Regions from separate parts of the Mus musculus genome. Here region 2 is linked to region 1. Evidence: chromatin contacts called from public promoter capture Hi-C data. All regions are on one chromosome and are shown on one strand. The core of a region is the stretch at or near the end of the contact, and the rest is flanking DNA. Distances in the headings are between cores, read along the strand shown.

Region 1 (5,460 bases), core at 1,343-3,842:
CCTTTAGGGAACACAGACTATTATCAAGTCTCTTGTGGGTCTGCTTGCTGATGCTGTACAGATTACTGGGACCCACTTGGTGGAGTGACAGGGTTCACTCTACACGGAACACCTAATTTGGGCTCCTCCTATGAATAGCCTTTCTTTCTGGTGGAAAAAGCCATCTGAGAAGGGTAGAGTTCTTCCCAAGAATTAATCTCCCTCCCTGCTGTTGTTCTGTCTTCTTGGATCCAGCCTTCCATCCCTAGCTAAACTAGAGGAAAGGCCTAGGGAGACAGGTAGGACCCAGCACAAGAGAGGGCAGGAGTCAGGAGTCACTGCCCCAAACCTGACTGAGACCTTTTTAAAAATGGGTATTTAAGGCAGGGAGATGGCTCAGAGGTAAAATGCTTGCTGCACCAGCCTGAAGGTCTGAGTTGAGATGCCCAGCATCCACAAAATGTTAGGCATGGCATAACTTGTCTGAAACCCCAGCACAGGAAGGGGACAGCAAACCCCAGAGGGTTTCTGGCCAGCTAGAATAGCTGAGACCCTAGGCTTCTGATTTGTCGAGAGAGCCTGTCTCAAAAACTAAGTTGTGCAGTGACAGAGGAAGGCACTTGACGTGGAGCTCTGGTCTGTTTGTGTTCACAGATGGGCAAGCACACCCCCTGCACACACAAATGGATAAAATAGAATCAGATAGGTGTTCAGAGTATGGTCATGCCTGGCCTGTGATTCCAGCATTCAGGAAAGGAAGGAAAAACAAAAATTCAAGGTTGGGCCGGGCGTGGTGGCGCACGCCTTTAATCCCAGCACTCGGGAGGCAGAGGCAGGTGGATTTCTGAATTCGAGGCCAGCCTGGTCTACAAAGTGAGCTCCAGGACAGCCAAGACTATACAGAGAAACCCTGTGTCGAAAAATCAAAAAAAAAAAAAAATTCAAGGTCATCTTCAGCCACAAGGACGGTTGAAGGCCAACCTGGGCTGCACGAGAGCCTGTCTCAATCAGTCTGTTAGTCAATAAAGTGTGTGTTTATTTGTTTCTTTGGGTCTCAGAGGGAGAAACAGTAGTTACTACTACTACCATATCTGCAGTCCACACAGATCATATCTGTGTTTTATCTCAGTCAGTCCTCCTGAGGCAGGTATTCTACACAAGGTTTAGGAAGATTAACCGACATGCCCAAGGCCACCCAGCAAATACGTGCATGTGTGGTGTGTGTGTGCGTGTGTGTGTGTGTGTGTGTGTGTGTGTGTGTGCAACTCAGCTATGAACCTGAGCCAGCTTGAGTATCAGCCTGTTCCTATCCTAGGTTGGGTGGGTGAGTGAAGGCAAGGACAGCGGAGTCTCCTGAGCAGTCGAAGTCACAATAATCTAGGAAGCCCCTGGGGCACCAGGCAACTCCACCCCTCCACCTGCCCAGCTCTGCTCTCTTCCTCCCTCCCTCCCTCCCCCTCCTCTGCTCTGTCTCTCTCTTCCTTCCTCCCTACCCCTCTCTGTGTCTCTCTGTGTGTACACATGTGTGTTTCTGCCTGCCTGCCTGTATAAGTGGGATTGTGTATCTGTTTCTGAGTAACAGGGCCCAGCTCCTGGAGGCCCCGCCCTTCTTTTCTCTTGCTCCCATCAGGATTGCATCTTTGACCTTAGGCTGGGGTGGGAATCCCACTAATGGTGGAGCACTTGGCAGCTTAACCTCTCCCAGCCTCACTTTTCTCTTCGTAACCACGGAGATGGAGTCAAATGTATTCACGGGAGTGAACTGTGTCACCATCCCCTGCACACACAGCTTTTGTTAAGGGCCAGAGGAGACTGAGCTAAGAGCTGTCACCCCACTTTCCTCACTCTAATCCAGAAAAGGCAAGAATACAGGGTGGGGCATGGTCAGGAAGGAGATTTCTCCTCACCAACCCCTTCCCACAGCTTGTCCCCCAGGGTTTTACAAGGTGTCCCCAAGGAGGCCCCTCTGCTCGCCCTGCCCGGAGCACAGCTTGGCCCTGGAGAATGCTTCTACATTCTGTGTGTGCCAGGACACCTATGCTCGCTCGCCCACCGACCCGCCCTCAGCTTCCTGCACCCGTGAGTTTCCCTTCTGACTGGGCTTGGAGAGGGGGAACGCCACCCAGGAAATACTGAGGCGGGGTGGGGTAGGGTGGGAGGCGGGAGGTTGCAAATTGGACTGACAGGGCAAAGAGGAAGGCCTGGGGTGGGTCTGGAAACCTGGGCTTGGGACTCGAGGAATCCAGAAGAATGGAAATGGGGGGCAGGATTCTCTGTGGGTGGCCGTCTGGGGAGTACCTTCCCCATTTACCTCATCTCTTCCTGAGCCTGGTTGGGACGTCCCTCCTCTCTGTCATGCCCTCTGTTCCCTGTGACCATGTCACATCCCGGTCCCCTCGATCTCCGTACCCGCGCTGCTCCCCACGTCTGCCACCTTCCTTACTGCTCCTACGCCGGGTGTCCAAGCCCCGCACCACCCCCCATGAGTCCCTTGGGTCCCTGCCCGGTTCCACTCAGCGCCTCCCCATGTCGCAGGGCCGCCGTCCGCGCCGCGGGACCTGCAGTACAGCCTGAGCCGCTCCCCGCTGGCGCTGCGGCTGCGCTGGCTGCCGCCTGCGGACTCAGGCGGCCGCTCCGACGTCACCTACTCGCTGCTGTGCCTGCGCTGCGGGCGCGACGGTCCAGCGGGCGCGTGCCAACCCTGCGGGCCGCGCGTGGCCTTCGTCCCGCGCCAGGCTGGGCTGCGGGAGCGCGCCGCCACGCTGCTGCACCTGCGGCCGGGCGCGCGCTACACCGTGCGCGTGGCCGCGCTCAACGGCGTCTCAGGCCCGGCTGCCGCCGCGGGAGCCACCTATGCGCAGGTCACAGTGTCCACCGGACCCGGGGGTAAGGCCGCGCGCCCCATGGGAGACCGTCCCCCACTCCCAGGTGCAGTTCCCTCGCAAGCATCCCAAGGAATTCAGGAACCCACGTGACTTTCCCCCCCAACTCTAATCCCGGATCCAGGTGGTGCCTAGATGTCCCCACTTCTCCCCTCCACCCCCTTTGCGAACTCAGCCACCTTGCAGGAGCAGGGACACAGGCAGGTTCAGAACGCAGGCAACAGAGTGGTGGCGCTACTCTGAGTTTCCAGCGGGATGAAAACCACCTTTGACATCACACCCTCCGCATCCTTGACATTTTCTTCTGATTTGTCTCTCCTCTGGTGCACACTTTCAAGTAATCCCTCGAGTGCCCTCTGCAAGATGGATAAGCGCATACGGTGGCTTTCCCATCTGATTGGTGTGTGACCCTCCTTCCCTGTCTTCTGTGACCCTACCCTGTCGGTTGGGTTTCCAGCGAGGCCTGGGGTGATTTTCATTCTTTTGTAAGTACCTTGGGTGTAGAGATGTGCACACACAGGGGTGTTTGAATAATTTCTTAGCCTGCCGATGAAAATGAAGAAACATAGCCAATATGATTTCTTTTCACTCTCGCCTGGCTGAAGCACAGTAGACCCTTTGATCCGAACTTTCTTTTTTCACTCCTGGGGAAGTTTTCTTGGTAGCTGCTTTGAGTGGCCTCCCTATGTATCTCTTAACCCAATCTTTAAGCCTTGGGTTTTCCATCCCTTTTCTCATTCTCACATTCTCACATCTTGTCACTTTTTCGCTCTTAATCCCTTTCCTAGGACTTTGAGAGCGATTTCCCAATCTACCTGGTTTTCTGGGACACTTCTGTTCTTTATTGTTTCTGTTGGGACTTAACCCTTGCTATTGCGTTTACATTTTGAACAGGTCAAGGCCTGAGAGTGTAGCTCAAAGGTGTCACATTTGCCGAGCACGCTAGAGGCATTGGGCTTGTTCACAGGTAGCAAAGAAGGAAGAAAAGAAACAGAGAGGCGTGTCCAATCCCAGCACTCAGTTCAAGGTCATTCTGACACACAAAATGAATCTGAGCTCAGTCTGGGCCACAGGAAACTTTGTCTTAAAGAATAAAAGTGTGGCCAGGCGTGATGGTACACTCCTTTAGTGTTGGTACGTGTGAGAGACAGAGACACGCAGAATCTCTGTTAGTTTGAGGCCTGCCTGGTCTACACTGGGAGTTCCAGGACAGCCAGGGCTATACAGAGAGACTTTGCCTTAAAAGGAAAACAAACAAGCAAACAAAAAACCCAAAAATCAAACCAACCAAAACAAAACAACCCAACTAGTATTATCGCTACAATGTTTTATACATACGACTATTTCTATAAAACTCTCTCTATAATATGTATATATGTATGTAACAAATATAATATTTACACATAGTATATTATTATATTTTCTCATTATTTTATGTTCCTGAGTGTTCTGCCTGCATGTGTGTCTGTGTACCGTGCTTGTGCTTAGTAGCAACAGAGCTCAGAAGAGTATACTGGATCTCCTGGAACTGGAGTTACAGACAGTTGCTGTGAGCTGCCATATGGGTACTGGGAATGGAACCCAGGTCCTCTGGAAGAGCAGCCAATGTTCTTAACCACTGAGCCACCTCTTCAGCCCCAGGCAGTGTCTTATGTAGCCAAGGCTGGCCTCTTGAGTTGGCTGCTCTGGTCTCTACCTCTCAAGTGTTGGAATTTTAGGAATAGCCCAATCTACATGGTTCTAGGAAGCAAATTACGGTTTCCTGCATGCTAGACAAATGTCTACCAACTGAGACTGGTCAAGCCTGTACACCCCCTTTTGTGCATCAAGGTCTCACTATATTCTTCTGGCTGGCCTAGAATTTGCTATGTAGATCAGGCTGGCCTCAAACTCATAGAAATCTACTTGCCTCTGCTTTTTGAGTCCTGTGATTACAGTTTTGTGCCATCATGCCTGACCCTTTAAAAATATTTAATTTGGGGGCTGGAGAGATGGCTCAGCAGTTAAAAGCACCATCTGCTCTTCCAGAGGTCCTGAGTTCAATCCCCAGCAACTACATGATGTCTCAACACCATCTACAATATGAACTAGATCTGATGTTCTCTTCTGACATGCAGGTGAACACACAGATAGAGCACTATATACATAAAATAAAGAAATCTTTTAAAATGCATTTACTTCATTTTAAATGTATGTGTGTATCTGAATGAATTTATGTGTACCATATGAACATTCATGCGGGTGCCTGCAAAGGCCAGAGTGTCTGACACCCTGGAACTTCATCTGATGTGATGCCATGAGCACTCTAACCACTGAGCAATCTCTCCAGACGCCACCTACCTTAAAAAAAAGAAAGAAAGAAAGAAAAAAAGAAAGAAAGAAAGAAAGAAGGTCCTAATCTTTAGCCCAGGCTAGCCCCTTAAATTCATAGCAATCCTTCTGCTCAGATGCTAGGATTTCAGGTGTGATTACAAGATTACAAGACATCACACTGATTTTTTCCAAGACAGGGTTTTTCTGAGTAGCACTAGGCCCCAGCTGTCCTGGAACTTGCTTTGTCAACTAGGCCGTGCTTAAACTTAAGAGATCTGTCTGCTGA
Region 2 (5,460 bases), core at 1,541-4,040, 140 kb after region 1:
GCGGGTGTCTTGCCTCCTCTAGTTGCCTGGCATTAAGGAGAAAAAAAAATGAGTGAAATATAGTCACTGTATTATAACTGTGGGAAGTAGATTAGTCGAAGCGCAAGGGTAACGTGAGTGTAACTGGCCTCTGTCAGGCACTTCATCTGCTGGTAGGACGGAGGATGGTTGTCAGGCTCAGCAAATGCTGTTTGAAGGGTTGATAGGTCAGGCTGTAAAAGTAGATGGGAAATTTGTACAGTGAACATAAGCAGGGTAGGTGAGTAGAAGAGAAACAACCCACCATATCATCTGGGAAAATAAAACTCTTTGGCAAGACTTCATAACAGCCTGATTCAAAATTTCATAATGAAATTATGTCTCTGATCAAAGCCTGCATGAGCTCATGAGCTGATTTTTGCCATTCGTGTTTATTCTGGTTTGCACCAAGTTGAAGCATCAGAAACACATTAATCTAATCTTCTTTCTGGGAGGAGGCTCTTGTACCCTCATCTGGGGATCAAAGGGATGGAGGATTGCAAGGAGGATCTTTAGCCCCTCACTGAATGTGCACTTTTGATTGGTTCTTTGAGTCCCCTTAGGCACATATGAGGGGTAGGGCCTTCCTAGGAGAGTTGAGTCTCCTGACACTTGCCCTTGAGGCAAGAAAAGCAAAGTTTAAGAAGGGAAAGAGACTCCCATCTCTCCTCTGGACACAGTCTGCTTTTGCTCTAGAAAGAATATTTCGGGGTTTGTTTGTTTTAGACTCAGAGAAGCGCTCAACTGTACCTCTTTCAACTGGAGCGCTTCACCACAGGTTTTCTTCTTACAAAATGAACTCAGATCCAATGGCCCCACACTTCTCATGGATCTTACTCAATCAGCATTTTTCTGGTCCTTCTCGAAGGCACACAGATAGGCACTCCTGTCAACTCAAGTCCCAACAGAAAAGGCACTTGGTTGAAATCTGGGAAACAGAATTCCCTGGGTCTCATGGGGCCCTTTAGACAAGAGGTACCCCCCCCCCACCTCTGTCCTTATTCATCCAAGAAAGATTTAGTAAGGCCTTATTTTATGTCAGATGCCTGTTCAAAGTGTTTTTAATTTTTAAGCCCAGGGGACCTTTACATACTTAACTGCACCTTTGTGACAGTCTCTCTCTCTCTCTCTCTCTCTCTCAAGATAATGTCTCAGAGGGCTGTGGTGGCACACCGCCACACTGGAAGTGGCACACACTTTAATCCCAGCACTCTGGAGGCCAGCATGGACTACAGAGTGAGTTCCAGGGCAGCTAGGGCTACAAAAAGGAACCCTATCTCAAAACACAAGCAAACAAACAAACAAAAAGATAATGTCTTTTTCTACAGTTTGGCTTGTATCTTCCTATATAGCCCAGGCTAGACTAGCCTTGAACTCACGGCAGATAGTCTAACCTCAAATGCTGAGGTTAGAGGCTCATGCCAACACACTCAGCTTTGTTACGTTCTGGGGACACGGAGGTGAATAACGTACCTGATTTCCATTTTCCTAAGCTTATGGCCTAGACCCAAGAAAGCAGCCAATGCTCTTGTGAACAGAGTCATTTCGGGTAGTGGCATGTGCCGTGAAGTGAGGTGGGATGGAATAACAGGAAGAGAGTGGCTGACTTAAATCAGTAACTCAGCAAATACTTCTGCCAAAGGAGCTGCTGCCAGATAGATCAAGAGAATGTAGTTCCATTTAAAAACAAGTGAACAGTGAAAAAAATCTTTTGGTGTAGGGTCTCTCTATGTAGCTCAAGCTGGATTTGAACTTGTGACAATCCTCCTGCCTTAGCCTCTCAAGTATATCATGTTTCCTTAGATCCTTTAAGTTATCCTAAACGATGATTGGAATATAAGCTAGAAAGTGTGTTTATTTATTTTTAACCTGAAATTCAAATTTCACTGTCTTGTATTTTTTTTCTTGATGTTCTCCTCCCCCCCTCCTGCTTCCCCCTCCTCCTCCTCCTCCCCCTCCTCCTGCTCCTACTCCTACTCCTCCACCTTCTTGGAGACAAGTCATGCTATATAATGTGGACAAGTCTGGAACTCCTTCCTCTGCCTTTTGAGCATTGGTATTATAGGTGTGTGTCACCATGCTGATGAATTTGCTAGTGTTTGCAATCCTATGGATAGAGGATATTTGAGCAGGAACTGACCAGAAGGAACCAGCGATGCCGATTCAGGGAATGTGTGATCAAACAGAGCAACATTCAGTGTAAATGTCAGAAGAGGGAGAAATGAGGTCAGAGGAACGGAGCCAGATCACAAGTTTTGTAGGGATTGGAAGGAGTTTGAATCTGTCTCTCTTTGCGATAATAAACCATTGGAGAATTTAAAATCTCTCTCTCTCTCTCTCTCTGTCTCTCTCTCTCTCTCTCTCTCTCTCTCTCTGTCTCTCTCTCTGTCTCTCTGTCTCTCTCTCTTTCTTTCAAGCTGAGGCTTGAATCCAAAGTCTGTTGTTACTAAAAACTGCTCTACTCCAGCCTAAAATTTAAAGGCAGGTATGACCTGTTCTGATATTTGCCCGCTCTTGCTGGAACACTTTTAGAAAGGTTCAGAGGGCAAATTCCCATCAGCTCATGCACTGGGCCGAGAACAGGCTTCTCTCTTTTTCTCTTTCTCTCTTTTTCTCACTAAACCCAGGACTGCCCGGTGCCCTGGACGTTGCTATGGAAGGGACGCTTGACGGTTGCTAGACCCGGGGGAGGCGGGAGCAGGACAGAGGCGGAGCCGGGTCAGCCTTAGGCAAGCGCCGCGCGCTCTCAGGAAGTCGCGTAGCGCGAGCGGAAGTGACGTCGCGCGTGTTCAGGGTCCAACGTGCTTCACACAGGACGCTTTCCCGGCTGGGAAGTCGTGAAGTGGTTTACCTCGCGAGTAGCAGAGCGGTGTCGGTACTGTCGTCAGGATGGTGAAGCCCAAGTACAAAGGACGGAGCACCATCAACCGCTCGGCGGCCAGCACCAACCCAGGTACGGCGGACCGGGCGGGACCAGGCCGCAGGAGCCGTCGGGGACGGAGGAAGGCCCGTTCCGGCCTGGGCGGCGGACCCGAGGTCTAGGCACCTGCTCTAAAGTTGGGGGATGAGTCACGCCAGCCTCTGGCAGCCCCGAGGCCTCTCAGGAGGAGGTGTAGAGAAAGGCAAGTTAAAAGTGGGCTAGGGTCCTGGAGTCCTGGCACATGCCTGTCATCCCAGCACTTAGGAAGCTGAGGCAGAGGGGATCACGAGTTAGTGGCTATCTGGACTACAGGGTACAGACTGAAGACACAGAGTGGAGTAGGTTGGCCCAGGTGGCATTTTACCCTTAACCATAGCATTCGTGCCACCTTAGCTTTGACCGTGGAATCAGACCATGCATAAGCAACACTTCAGGTAAATATAGTGATTTCAATAGAGGTGGTTTTGAGATACGAGAAATTCCCATCTACAGGGCAAACAAAACAGGCTTTCGAGGAGTCCCTCCCACTTTGATTTAGCTACTAAAACTGTGTTTAAATATGGGTTAGTCATAGAGGGGCTTGGTGACGCATCCCTGTAGTTCCCAATACTGGGAAGGCAGGACAGACAGATCTCTTGTGAATTCGAGGCCAGCCTGGTCTGCATAGTGAGACTGTCTCAAACTGGTGGGGGGAAAAATTAGGTATACTCTTGTCTCCGTAAGGCTGCAAGGATAGCTGACTTCTGTATCTCCTTGTAATTTGCATAATTAGGGTTTTGATTAGATTTTTTTAAAAAAATGATGAAAACACTCAGAGACTGGAGAGAACATGGGGAGAATAAGAGCTCACTCGTACTGCTGTTGCAGGAGGACCAGAGTTCAATTCCAGTTCAATCAGCTCTCACCTACCTGGAAGTTCAACTCCAAGGGGAATCTGATACCTCTGGCCTTCAAGGCATCTACCCACATATATCCGTATAATGTTTAGTACTGTGTATGTAGCAGTACTAAAGGAGAACATGCAGGAAAGTTGCTGCGTTACTTTGTGATCTTTTATAACTGTATTAAGTCACATAATACCATGCATTTGGAAGATTCACTTGGGATTGGTTGGTGATTAGTGTGATGATGTTTCTAAGCAGGGGTTAAGTTTATCAACAGCTGAAAAATGTAGACGGAAACCTTGAGGGTTGGTAGGAAGAGGGACTCAGGAAAAGGATAGGTAGCCAGATGTGTGTGGGCCGACTTCTCAGGAGAGCCCTCCAGGGGTTTAGTTTGATTTTGGGTTCTCTCTTAAAATTTAGAGTGGGAGGGGCTGGAGAGATGGCTCAGGGGTTAAGAACGCTGGCTGTTCTTGCAGGGGACCTGCAGTGATTCCCAGCACCCATGATACAGACGACCATCTATCTGTAACTCCAGTTCCAAGAGATCTGCCACCCACTTCTGGCCTTCACTGACACGCTGTGTGTGTTTAGTGCAGAGACATGTGGGCAGGATATGGTATTACATATTATACTTACATATGAAGTATAAATAAATAAAATTATTAAAAATTTAGGACAAGAGAATTAGTTATGAATTCACAAAGAGGGTTTCTAGATATGCTGCTTCTAACCTCAGAAGCTGTGGGAATCAGTCCTATAAGCCATGATTTGTGTGAAATTTAACCCAACTTTTAGAACCCATCATCATCTCTTGAAAGTTAAGACAGGTGGTGGCTCACATCTTTAATCCCAGTACCTGGGAGGCAGAGGCAGGTGGATCTCAGTGAGTTTGAGGCCAGCCTGGTCTACAGAGTGAGTTCCAGGACAGCCAGGGCTACACAGAGAAACCCTATCTTGAAAAACCAAACCAAAAAAAAAAAAGACTAAAAATATTTTCTTTTTAAAAATATTTATTTACTTTATATTTGAGTTTTGCCTACATAATATGTACACTCTGTTTGCTCCTATAGATGGTTGTGAGCCACCTTGTAGGTGCTGGGAATTAAACCCAGGTCCTCTGCAAAAATAGCAAGTTCTCTTAACTGCCAAACCATCTCTCTGGCCTACTCCTTTAATTTATTTTTAGATAGGGTCTCAGTTTGTTGCCTCTGACTCAACGTTTGGCCAAGGATATCTTCTAGCTTTTTTTTTTTTTTTTTTAAGATTTATTTTATATATATGAGTACACTGTAGCTTCTTCAGACACACCAAAAGAGGACATCAGATTCCATTACAGATGGTTGCAAGCCACCATGTGGTTGCTGGGAATTGAACTCAGGACCTACTGGAAAAGCAGTCAGTGCTCTTAATCACCGAGCCATCTCTCTAGTCCCTGTTTTCTAACTTCTAATCCTTGCTTCTAGTGCTGGAATTAGTGGCTGTGCCACAATGGCTGGTTTGTGCAGTGCTAGGGATCACACACAGGGCTTTGGAGTGCTAGGCAAGCATTCTACCCATTTAACTACATGGCTATTGTGGACATAGTAGTGGTTACACTTTTTAAAGATGGATATTGATTTTATGTAACCAATGTAGATT

Evidence for each region. Capture Hi-C pulls out chosen DNA fragments and counts their contacts.
Region 2: a contact with region 1 is called in a promoter capture Hi-C map of adipose tissue. The contact joins the promoter of Gnl2 here to the promoter of 1700125G02Rik in region 1. A contact is called at or near these places in 1 of 39 promoter capture datasets (trophoblast stem cells), 3 of 484 Hi-C or Micro-C datasets (embryonic stem cells, nephron progenitors and stem cell-derived neural progenitor cells) and 2 of 9 other capture datasets (adipose tissue and liver).

The regions. Positions count from the first base shown.
Region 1 is chr4:124,892,190-124,897,649 of GRCm38.p6, forward strand. It overlaps 1700125G02Rik (RIKEN cDNA 1700125G02 gene), which reads right to left and starts at 2,593. Exons shown (of 3, transcript NR_040651.1): 1 at 2,291-2,593. It overlaps Epha10 (Eph receptor A10), which reads left to right. Exons shown (of 17, transcript NM_001256432.2): 4 at 1,903-2,058; 5 at 2,515-2,865.
Region 2 is chr4:125,027,224-125,032,683 of GRCm38.p6, forward strand. It overlaps Gnl2 (guanine nucleotide binding protein-like 2 (nucleolar)), which reads left to right and starts at 2,791. Exons shown (of 16, transcript NM_145552.2): 1 at 2,791-2,971. The coding sequence starts at 2,908.